Regions from separate parts of the Mus musculus genome. Here all the other regions are linked to region 2. A link is a contact called in public Hi-C and HiChIP or PLAC-seq data. All regions are on one chromosome and are shown on one strand. The core of a region is the stretch at or near the end of the contact, and the rest is flanking DNA. Distances in the headings are between cores, read along the strand shown. Region 1 has its middle 19 kb from the start of Gm24940. Region 2 overlaps Prrx1 (paired related homeobox 1). Region 3 has its middle 40 kb from the start of Gm24940. Region 4 has its middle 33 kb from the start of Gm22434.

Evidence for each region. HiChIP or PLAC-seq counts read pairs in DNA pulled down with a chosen protein or histone mark. Hi-C and Micro-C count contacts between places; a contact is called where the count stands out from the background.
Region 1: a contact with region 2 is called in a CTCF HiChIP or PLAC-seq map of the NIH/3T3 cell line, with 12 read pairs. The contact joins two enhancer-like sites. A contact is called at or near these places in 3 of 39 promoter capture datasets (the 3T3-L1 cell line, 3T3-L1-derived adipocytes and liver), 1 of 15 datasets of contacts at CTCF or cohesin (the NIH/3T3 cell line) and 3 of 484 Hi-C or Micro-C datasets (embryonic fibroblasts, macrophages and nephron progenitors).
Region 3: a CTCF HiChIP or PLAC-seq map of the NIH/3T3 cell line shows a contact between it and region 2, with 19 read pairs. The contact joins two enhancer-like sites. A contact is called at or near these places in 7 of 39 promoter capture datasets (the 3T3-L1 cell line, the HPC-7 cell line, embryonic stem cells and 3 more), 1 of 15 datasets of contacts at CTCF or cohesin (the NIH/3T3 cell line), 4 of 484 Hi-C or Micro-C datasets (embryonic stem cells, nephron progenitors and uterus), 1 of 115 datasets of contacts at active chromatin or transcription factors (heart atrium) and 1 of 9 other capture datasets (adipose tissue).
Region 4: a contact with region 2 is called in a Hi-C map of muscle stem cells, with 4 times the contacts expected there. The contact joins two enhancer-like sites. A contact is called at or near these places in 11 of 39 promoter capture datasets (the 3T3-L1 cell line, 3T3-L1-derived adipocytes, cranial neural crest and 6 more), 1 of 15 datasets of contacts at CTCF or cohesin (liver), 24 of 484 Hi-C or Micro-C datasets (3T3-L1-derived adipocytes, the C2C12 cell line, LSK cells and 14 more), 3 of 115 datasets of contacts at active chromatin or transcription factors (craniofacial prominence, fibro-adipogenic progenitors and neural progenitor cells) and 3 of 9 other capture datasets (adipose tissue, embryonic stem cells and pancreatic islet).

What each region holds. Positions count from the first base shown.
Region 1 is chr1:163,381,793-163,384,589 of GRCm38.p6, forward strand. No RefSeq gene overlaps it. Among named protein-coding and RNA genes, the nearest start is that of Gm24940, 19 kb to the right of the region's middle. Within about 2 kb of position 1,394, at least 114 of the 459 cell types and tissues checked have an H3K27ac peak or open chromatin away from gene starts, as enhancers often do. A contact at or near this core is called in the NIH/3T3 cell line and embryonic fibroblasts, where this site is marked.
Region 2 is chr1:163,271,970-163,274,743 of GRCm38.p6, forward strand. All of the region lies in intron 1 of Prrx1 (paired related homeobox 1), which reads right to left. Among named protein-coding and RNA genes, the nearest start is that of Gm20471, 6.7 kb to the right of the region's middle. Within about 2 kb of position 1,387, at least 23 of the 459 cell types and tissues checked have an H3K27ac peak or open chromatin away from gene starts, as enhancers often do. A contact at or near this core is called in the NIH/3T3 cell line, embryonic fibroblasts and muscle stem cells, where this site is marked.
Region 3 is chr1:163,361,095-163,363,843 of GRCm38.p6, forward strand. No RefSeq gene overlaps it. Among named protein-coding and RNA genes, the nearest start is that of Gm24940, 40 kb to the right of the region's middle. Within about 2 kb of position 1,322, at least 52 of the 459 cell types and tissues checked have an H3K27ac peak or open chromatin away from gene starts, as enhancers often do. A contact at or near this core is called in the NIH/3T3 cell line, where this site is marked.
Region 4 is chr1:163,149,385-163,152,301 of GRCm38.p6, forward strand. No RefSeq gene overlaps it. Among named protein-coding and RNA genes, the nearest start is that of Gm22434, 33 kb to the left of the region's middle. Within about 2 kb of position 1,262, at least 27 of the 459 cell types and tissues checked have an H3K27ac peak or open chromatin away from gene starts, as enhancers often do. A contact at or near this core is called in muscle stem cells, where this site is marked.

The DNA.
Region 1 (2,797 bases), core at 144-2,643, 110 kb after region 2:
CAGAAAAGCCACTGCTTGCTCTGACAGGTTTAGGACATGGCTTTGCCCTGGACCTCAAGACATTAAGGCACACAGAAACTCATTTCAGCCACACTTTTATCATCTTCTGAACTGGGAGGACTCAGGACTGTGGGAGAAGAATTGTCAGCTTCCAGCTTCCATCTGAAGACATTCCAGAGCTCCCTTCAGTTGGAACTTTCTTTCTCCACCTTACAGTTACTGAGTATCTCACCTCTTACCTTGGACAGACCTGTCCCCAACATGGGGGGGGGGGCGAGTTTGGTTAGCCACTTGATCCAGGGGCCTTCCTGTCTTCTCTGGGTAGCACAGAGGTAGGGCAGAGAAAGCTTAGTCTTAGTCTAAAGCAGATCTCGGTGGCACTAAGGCCCCATCTGATTGGAGGGACATGAAGTAAGCAAGCCAACATATGGAAAATGACTCGTGTGTTCCTCAGCACCTCCCAGCAATAAAGCCCAAGCCCTAACAACGAATCATAAACCTGACAGACTGTATAGATTTTCAAGTTTGCGACTGAATTGCTTTGTCTTTGCTTGGCTAAGTAAATAAGTTTCTAAGCGAAGCCTCTGGTGTAGCCTCAGAAAGCTGGATGAAACCAACAGCCACACGGACTGTACACATGGCCTTATTACCCAATCTCTGAAGCTCACAGAATGACTTTTCTAACTCCGGTTACTCATTTCCTTCTTCTCCTTGTAATGGCACCAGACCTCAAAAGATCATTTCATCCCTTATAGGATGAACCTTTGGCCTAGTGACGTACCCCTTAGGCATCCTACAATCTCTGAGCAATGTTACCCCTGTCACATCTTATTGCTTAATTCTGTGTCTATTTTAGGTTCCTGGAGTCATTTGGCTTGGAGAGAACTTTCTGACGTGATCTCCCAACAGGCCTAGTGTTGACTCACCTTCACTTCTCATGGTTCCATTGCTAGCTTGTCCTGGCTTACGCCATTACTGCCCCTTGCTAGCTTGTCCTGGCTTACGCCATTACTGCCCCTTGCTAGCTTGTCCTGGCTTACGCCATTACTGCCCCTTGCTAGCTTGTCCTGGCTTACGCCATTACTGCCCCTTGCTAGCTTGTCCTGGCTTACGCCATTACTGCCCCTTGCTAGCTTGTCCTGGCTTACGCCATTACTGCCCCTTGGTTTGACAACTGTACTGAGCTCCTACACTCCTGTTATTATTTCCCTTCCAGGAAGATACCTTCAACATTTTATCATAACAGTGTCTTTATTTCTTCCAGTAGTTGATGAGGATTTGTACTGGCTACCCTAGTGGATTGTCTAACTTTCAATACATGATACCTACCTACCCCCACTTCTTTGTACTCTTACTTTGGTAACGAGACTGAAAAAAAAAATCTTCCAATCTGACTCATTGTTTAACATGGATATTTTGTTTTTAGTGGTAAAAGTCAAGTAAAATAATGTAGTAGTTCTTAGTCACAACGCCCAAACAACTGGATGGAATATCTAAAAGTAGAATTATCCATGTTTAATATTCTAGCCACTTACTTTGCTTTCCTTAAAGATACTGTGCATCGGAGTATAAGATGTTAATCATATTCTGTTAATTAGACCATAAGCTTAGTGAAGAGGGGCACAGACCATACACATCTGTATGAGTTGTTACATGCAGCTGCTTGATCCACTGCAGAGATGACATTGCATTTTGGAGACAGCTGCTTGGGATTAGGATCTTGCAAAAGTACTCTAACATTACGGTGAAGGTAGCCTGGGGCCCCCGCACACTCCACCCCATCTCTCCAGAGAACAGCACAAGTCAGGCCTGGGGTAGATCTATGCTGAGAGGAGGGATAATTACCCTGGACCAGCTTGGCCTCGGGTCGCAGCTAGCAGACTGAGTTATATCTATCAGGGCTTTTTAAAATGCTGACTTGGCTCCTTAGAAATACAAAACCTCAAACATCATTTCTAAAGGTCACTGGGAATGGGCTGGGTCAGAATAACTTGAGTCAGTTCTGGGCCAATACTATGAAAGAGGAAGTGGCTGAGCAGTTAGATAAGCTCCTGCAGAGTACTACATTGCTAACTCCAAACAAAGAAGAGGGCTTTAGAGCTGAGTTTCTACTCTGTAAGTCAAATGCCCATCAAGCAATGAAGTCTGCTCCCTTAATCGCAATCAGAGATCTTTATCATGACTTGCAAATCAGCTGTGCTCTCCTGAGAACAGATTTGCCACCTGTAAGCACTGTAATTCAGCAAAATTATGCAGAGGTGAAATTTTTGAGAAAAAAAAAAAAAAAAAAAAAGGTTATTTTCAACACAAGAACCATCCTTACAGGAACTCTGCTTCTCTGAAGCCCATAGAAACAGCCCGTTTAAAACAGACAAACAAACAGAAACAGTTACAGGGAATCGAGTTTTAAAAGAACTCTTTAAATTCAAATTCAAAACAGGATTGTGCTCTTCAGTAAGTGCAGTTTACAACTCTCTGGTAAACACTACCTGCTAACAGGGACAAGCAGGATGATGGTTAGTAATTTGGGCCTAATTCCCTTCACAAAAATGGACTTGTTTTAATCGACCGAAGCTGACGAGGCACAGTTTAAAGGATGTGTTCCAGGGCTATCCTGGGGAAGTCAGTGCACATGGTCCTCACATCAGGACCCTCCAGTTCTCACCCATTTGCTCTGGAGCCTTACACACATGGGCTGCAGCTGCCTTTGTATAAAACTGTTGCAATATAATTCTGTCACTTATATCATCACCTGAGCATTTAGATACCACCCGAGGAAAGCTGGTGAGACAATGCT
Region 2 (2,774 bases), core at 137-2,636:
CTCTGAATGCAGAGAGGTATGACAGACAGTCTGTTCTCAGAGGATTTTATGGCAAGCATGTCAGCAGAAAAGTAGCAGCAGAGAAAACATATCCATTTAACTTAATGGCCACCAGAGCCAGCGGTAGGCAAGGGAGGAGGCCTGAGGTATCATGTGCTAGGGTAGAGACACAACCTTCATGAGCTTCATTCTCTAAGGTTGGAATCTCAACATCCTTCCTCAGTTTTAGCACCACTTTCTCTCCATTCTCTCCACCCTAGTCGTAGCACCAATGATGACCACCATCTTCATTTTCATACTTCAATTGTGTCTGTTGTGGCCTAACAAAACATCCTTGGCCTTACTCTTATCCATACACTTTACGTCAGTGGTGCCTTCTCCTCTTGGAAGTCTTATCTTCCTGCTTTCTCTTCGCATGAACCTCCTCCACCAAGCATTGTTTACCCAACTCCCAGAGTTTTAACCCATGTTATAACCTTGTGACCCCCTTATGGCAATCTGTAACATCTTATATTCATGGTTGGCATAGTAGACTGTTATGTCTGGAAGGCAAGGAAAAAGTCTGGATGGACTTTGTCTGACTTGTTAAGTGTGATATTGTGGCATCTAGAAATAGTACCCAGTACAGTTTAGGAACTGTTCTTAGAATACCTAAAGGTATACATTAAACTGGTTAGTGAAAATGCTCTTTATGACCTACCCACTTCACACTTAGCTACCAAACATGGCAAGTCTTTCACTGTAGTGAACCTTATAAATGTCTTCAGATCTTTGATGTACCTTTTCACTCAGTGGCTTTCCATCAGAAATGGAACTCTTGAAGGCAGATGAAGTAAATGTAATACCACAGTCCTAGTAGCCTTTAATAAATGTTAGACTCTGATAGTAGGGGCACTACGGAATTATTGACCAGTTTGGTCTTGTGAAGAAGGCAAAGGAAATCTTGAAAGATGGCTCAGTACAGCTCTTTCTGTGTTCTAAAAGTCATGTGTACTTCCGATTGTTTTAAGTCAGTCATCCCTAGGCACTGTGTTTGCTATTACCTTTCCCTGGCAAAGAAAGCTCTGGCGAAAGCTTAGATAATTGCCTCTCTAACATACAGGAACATGACTGCCTACCAACCACTTCTAACCTTAACTAGATGATGAACCTTAACTAGATGGAGAATCCCTTCCCCAGGGATTTTCAAATGTCTTAACTAACAAGGAAGTTGATGTACTGAGGGTATAAGAGAAAAAGAAAGTTATATTTGAGCAAAACTCCCCCTAAACTCCATGTTGGACAATCTTATTCCATTGAGTCATGTGCCCTGGTTTTAAGCACCCTAAGGAAGTCCTTGTTAGTAGATGTTCTGGGGTGGAGACTATGTGAGAGACCTGTGTGTCACTGTGACTCACATCATGACCACATGTCCACACCCTAGCATCTGAAAGCCAGTAGAAGGAAGTCATGCTATCCCAAGAAGCCACGGTAGAGGATGTCCATTAAAAAGGCTTTATTGATTAGAAGAGGATGTCACTATTTCAGTGTCCCCTGGGGTACTCCCTCAGCGTCGGTTTTCAGTATGCCTCCCATGTCACACACTTTTCTTTCCAGATCCGTGGGCTTTTTCTCTGCTTCAGTATCTCATGAAAACTTTCTGACTTTTCAATTTCTTTTAAGGAAGACTTTTAAAAAGTTTTAATTTTTTTTTAAATTTTGAGACAGGGTCTCTCAATGTGGCTCTGTCTGTCCTGAAACTCCCTCTGTAGACTAGGCTGGGCTTAAACTGAACTCAGAACACCTGCTTCTGCCTCCCAAATGCTGGGATTAAAGGAATGAACCACTACCACCCAAGTAAGGAATGATTCTTTTTTTTTAAACTATTTTTAAATTATGTGTTATGTGTGTGAATGGGTTTGTGCACATGAGTGCAGGCACCTGTAGAGTTCAGGGGTGTGTTAGAAGATCCTCCTTGAAGCTTGAATTGCAGATGGCTATGAGGTCTTCAATGTTGGTTGGAAAATAACTTGGTTTCCTTGCAAGAGCATTATGAGATCTTAATCTCTGAGTGCCCCAATGGGTGATCCAAGCATAAATGGTAGACATAAGAGCAACAACAGTAAGTGGAGTCAGCAGCGTGTCACACACACACACACACACACACACACACACACACAAGGTCAGAAAATCCACAGCTGAACTAATAACAACAGTGCTATAAATTTAAGAACTCCAGGCACATCCAACTGTCCATGGTGGAAAGGCCCAGACTGCTGCATTGTGAAAGATTTACTTATTTGAACTGTCTGCATAGCCCACTAAAGCTGCTGAGTCCTATCATCATTACCTGGTCGGATACTAACTATATCTGGTAACTCACTTTGACATATTAGTTGCTGGTGGGAGTTCCCAGATAATGGTTCACATGTCACTGCCAGCTGGACTTAGCTTCAAAACAAAGGAACATTTAAATAGGTATTTCAGACGTTTGAAATTTAAATAAAGCAAGGCAGAGTATGTAGAGTTCCAAGTGAAGCCAACTGGCACATTGCATTGGTTGGCATGACCAAACACCACATCAATGAGATCTTAAATCATTGTACAATTCAAGCATGGAAAAAAATGGAAGTTAATGGAGACATTGTAGACAAATCACACAAAGAAAAAAACCCTTCCATTAAAATTTGAGTGTTTATACATTGACACTGAGACCACCCCAGTCCCACTAGAACCCAAATGATATATGCACCTTTGGAGCCATTTGTGGTGTATATTTCAAAGTTCTGAGCTAA
Region 3 (2,749 bases), core at 72-2,571, 89 kb after region 2:
CAGTCTTTGCACTTGTGTGTGTTAATTCCATTTAGTCGCTGAGAACTTTTAGGTGGGTTTTTGGGGGTGGGGTGGGGGGCTGGTCAGTAGGGTGAGAACTAGGAGTGAATCATAAGACATCTATCAGGCAAGCTACCCAATCACAGGAGTACATCTTACAAGCCCCATAACAGTTTTAGAAATTTTTATACACAGTGGAGATGTTGGTTTTGCTTATAAATCTTACACATACCACCAGCAAAAGGCTGTTTCCGTAGCTCTGAGAAAACTCTGGCCTAGCCCATAGGGAGAGAGGAAAGAATCTCTCACTTGAAGTGTTATCTGAAAAGAGGGGGGGGGGCTCCCTGTAGTTCTTCCAAAAAAAAGAATGTGTGTGAGCTAGAAACAGTTCCGTTTCTACTGTACCATTAAACTGTAAGGCTGATTCAAGTTTAACTAACTGTCAATTTATTAGGGGGAATGACTTTGCCACACACCCACACACACATGCTAATCCGAAGCATGTGCGTTCTGTTGTTAAGTGGCCCTTCCAAAGGCTGATCACTCATTGGCGGAAACTACTCCAGATGCAATCCATAGCAAAAGCCCAGTTTAAAAAAAAAAAAAAAAAAAAAAGATGAAGATAACGGTGCAGTGATCTTTAGAACATATTCCATATATGTACAAAACTTGTTTGCTTAAATTCAGGGCGGGGAAACATCTCTTCTTTTTAGGTCTATCTGTGGTCACGTGATTTTCCACAACTTGAACATTCCAATAAAAGCACGTTCTAAAAATAAATGGATACAATAACCGACTCTCTGGATTTCAAATTGCTAATTTTTAAAAGCAAAGCAGAAGGATTGTCCTGATGGAAACCCTTCACACAAAATGGCAGTGCAGGGGTGTCAGGCCGGAGTAGGATCCGTTTTTTGAGCAAAGGCTGGGGGAGAGAGCTTATGGCTTCTTGCAGAGGAGTGGACCAGGCAAGTGTACATTTGCACTCCAGAACCATCTGAGGCTGTTCCTTGAAGCCTGCTCTTTACATTTTGGGTGAATATCTGATGGGGAGGGACAGTGTGGGCGTGGGAGGCTGTTTAATCTCATTTTGCCTCCTTCTCCCCCCCCACCCCCACCCTGAGTCATTATGGGAATCTAGAGGAAGAACACCAAAAGAGAAATTTTGAAAGGAATGAAAAGAAAAAGAAGAGGGATGAGAGCGGGGAAGAAGAAAAGAGCAGACGCCCTCAGCTCCAGCGGAAGCAATGCCAAGAAGCAACTAACCAAAACCAGACAGAAGTGGGGCAAGAATAAGATGACTTGGACTCAGGCTGACAAACGCACAAGAGAAAAATTCACATGGCCTCAGGGCGGGGCTTGGCATCCGGCTCAGAGATTACTGTGGATGTATGCACGTAGTTTTTATTTCTGGAGCCTTATTTTGCAACTTCTTCCTGAAAAAAGATGCGTTGGTTTTCTTCATTAAAATAATGGAAAACACACCCTCAAATTCTGCCTTTCCTAACTTACTACTGTGAAAAAAAAAATCACTTTCTTCTAGATCATTTCCTAGGGGTTCTAGACAAATGAAATGCTAAAACTTCAAATGTCTAATGACTTTGTATCTAGTTTCCGAACACTCCATTTTGAAGAGATAGGGGACCACTGTGCCTTTTAACGCAGTCCATTGTGAAAGCAATAAAAGTAGCTGGATAGAAGTCAGCCTGTGGCCAGGGCCAAGGCCAAGGCCAGTTTTGATTCTGAATTATTTGCATATTATTATTTGCATTATTTGCATCTAAGCAGCCTGTGGCCTCTGCAAGCATTTGGCTTGTTAGAGTTAATCCACTGATGGCTTGTGTGGTAATGAGTGTCTGAAGTGCTTGTCTATAGGGATTCTTTTTAATGCTGTCCTCATGGGCTCTGTTGAACTTTTTCTACTTTGTAAATGAAGGCTGAACACACTCAAATCATCTGTGGAACTGTGTAAACTGTTGCTACCCAAAGAGAAAACCCACCACTGGGATGTAATTTTCCACTGTCATTTTTAGATAGCAGGAGCAATTATACACAATTTATGAAAGGAGTACTTCTGGAATGAGAGGACACAGGAAACATGGGAGACACAGGACTCTGTGTGTGTGTGTGTGTGTGTGTGTGTGTGTGTGTGTGAGTGTGTGTGTGTGTACACATACATAAACCTATATCATATATATATATATGTATGTATATGTATACATATGTATACATATACATATACACACATATATATATATACACACACACACACACACAGAGTCACATATATACATATACATACATATACACACACTCACACACACACACACACATATTTATGGAATGATTTATCTGAGTCCAGAACACCATACATGCTAGGCAAATGCTCAGAAACATTTTGAAATAAACTGAATACCTTCAGATAAGGTATATAAATGCAGTTTGGACTGGATTGCTTCCCCTTGTCTTCTTATCAAAGCACTGGGAGATTTCAGCTACTCAGAAAGCCAGGTCATCAGAGTGGCGATTTGTATTTGGACCTCTTTCCAGGAGGTAACAAGAAGCAGGCTTGATGACACACAGATGCCCAGCAGCCAGACTTCCTTCGACAACAGACACATTTTCAAAGTGCTCACGCTGTCAAGTCATCAGACTGACAGTGATGGTCGTTAAAGGGGAGCAATCTACTTGGTGTGGTTCTGTTCTAGTCTCCCTTCTGTACCCAGTAAAATAAAACAACAAAACAAACAAA
Region 4 (2,917 bases), core at 12-2,511, 120 kb before region 2:
TATGAGTGAGGCAGCCATGCAGAGTCTGGCAGACAGCATTGCATAGCTCTACTCTCCATCCTCTGGCTCTTGCTACTGCGTTTTCTACAATGATCCCTGCGCCTTAGATATGTGGGTGTATGGGGGGGTGTTGATATCAATGTATCTCATTCCTGAGCCTTATGTGTATGTGTGTGTGTGTATGTGTGTGTGTGTGTGTGTGTGTGTGTGTGTGTGTTAGGGGGCAGTGATATAGATGTGTCTCCTCTAGGACTGACTGCACACAAGCTCAGCACTTGGGCCATTTTTTAATCTCTTCTTCTATCTATGGGTAGAGACATGCATGTTTAGAAGACAGTTTGTATACTTATTTCTTTCAACCCTTTACTGTTTTTTTTTTTTTTTTTTTTGATTTTCTGACTTACAACCTCACAGTATGCATGTCTGGGGTCTCAATAATGCTGGCAGGCAATTCTAGACTGTCTCTCCAGCCTGAAGCCCAGCCAAAATTAACTGTCACTTGTTTGCTAGCAATGGGGGATAGCACCAGGTCCCTTACCTTTAGTGTAATTCATCAGTTAGCAGCCAAGTGCCATCTCGTGGAACACTGAACTATTTCCAGTTCTTAAGGCGTCTTCTCTATTAAGTACCATTTTCCAGAGGAACCACACATGTGGGGTAGAAAAAGTTGATCTCATAAAAGACAACATTACAATACTAATTGCCCTCAATCTGGCACTGCTGTACAATATAGTGATCATTGCTAACAGCAAGGTACTGCATATTCCAAAGTAGATCGATAGAGGATTTTAACATTCTCATCACAAACAGATGATAATGTTAGCTACGTGTGCAAATTATCCTGATTTAATCACTAAAATGATGTATATATGAGTCAACGAATCACATTGGACCTCATAACGATGTATATACATTTATAAAATTGTATTGTAAATAATTACTGCCATGCTGTGATAACAATCCAGTTGAGAATTAAATCGAACATAGTAAAATGATGGCGACTTTCATTCTTCCACGGGAGCTTGAAGGCTCTAGTGGGCAGAGGGCGCAATAGAACAAGGATCCTTTAAGGTCCGGGAAGAAAAGGGTTTTCAAACACAAACTTTCAAAGAGCTGGGAAGTAGGGTGGCATTTTTATCGGCTCGCTAAATAGCAGAGATGTTTTCCTTTTTTAATTCTTTATATGCTCTCAAACACTGCATCTACCAGAGGGGGCATACGAGTACCATAATAAAGGAAGCTACGAACTCCCTGGGTTTTTTTCTGTCCAAGGGGTGGCAGTGTTATCCCACAAATCCTTTTGGAAGTTGCACAGCTGTGCTGCCTTAGCTACACAGCTCTTGGTCTGGATTTAGTTTCAGGTGCCTTCACCTTTAGTCACACCTGTTTTTCCCATAATGGGACATGCTCTAGCGGTTTAGACATCTCTTTTCAGAGAACATTGTTTCTGAGAAGGGTATACAGTGGTTGAGCAATTCCATAGTAGGTCACTACTTTAGTAACTGATAAAAAATAATAAACTTTGTCCCAGTCAGGCGAGGGGAAAGGTCTTTATTTCAGCCTCATTTTTGTTAGTTAGCACTGAACTGTAATCCATACCACCTGAATTCATGAACCAATTAATTAATTTACATGCATTGAGGCGGTGGCGCTTCCAGAATCTGCATTTCCTACTTTTTATACAGAGCTAGAGAGGGGGGGAGAGAAGGAGAGAAGAAGGGAGGCAGAGATAGAAAAAATGAGATCCTATCTTTTCCCTTACTTAAAATATCTAATCATATATGTGTATGTATGTATGTATGTATGTATGTGTCCCAGTATTAATAATCTCAATCTGTGCTGCTATTTTCACAAGCTAATAGTTAAAAAGGAAGTCTACAATTCAGCAATTTCATTACTGAACTGTGTAACCAAAGGTACAGTCAATGGGCAAGATGTGAACGCAACTTAAGTGTCTATCAATAGATGAATAAATTTTAAAACATGGTATACATACACAATGGAACGCTATCCAGCCACAAAGGAGTAGAATTCCTTTGTTTGTAAAACATGGACAAACTTACTCAATATTGTTAAATGAGATAGACCAGAAGCAGAAGGACAAACAGGACACGATCTCACATTTGGAATATAAATTAAAGGTGATTTTATTAAAGTAACGGACTGAAGGTTGGTTGGCAGAGGCTGGGAAGGATGGGAACGGGAGCGAAGAGGGACCAGCTCAGTCAATGAATACAAAGTTAGTGAGACAGCTTAAATTCTGGTGTTTTACCACAAGACTTGATAGCTGTAAATTAGCAGTGAGGTATGATGAACTTCAAAATAGCAAAGGACACTTAGGATCTTCTCTCTACGAAGAAATTCTAGATAGATTCTACAAACTAATTGGACTCTGATTATTATACAATGTATAAATGAATTATATATCATGTCCAAACTCATAAACGTTAACAACTGCATAATGACTGAAGGTTTCCTAAAATACCGTTAAATTATGTTACGTCTGTGAGAATTTAGCATGTGCTAGACTCTCTTCTGATCATACTGGATTCTTGTAGCAGTTCTACAGAGTAAGCAGAATTACTCTGTCCATTTTATCATTGAGGAAATGGGGCACTTCAAGCAGCCATGTCGTAGCTCCCTGAGGATCTGAGTCGTGGCAGTGCGTCTGTCTGTGCGTGCAGTAACAGCCGAAACTGACAAGGAACTCACCAAGTACGCGTCTATGCCCTTTGTATACACTATAGCAGTTAATTTTCCTGCCGACACTTTGGACAAGGCATTAACTATTCCCTTTACGTTACTTGTGTTTCCCATAGGAGCTTAACTGCCTTTCTTGGAAAAATATAAATCCATTCACCTCTCCACTCCTTGAATATAAGCATGCAGATTTGTGCAAACACAAATTTATTAATTT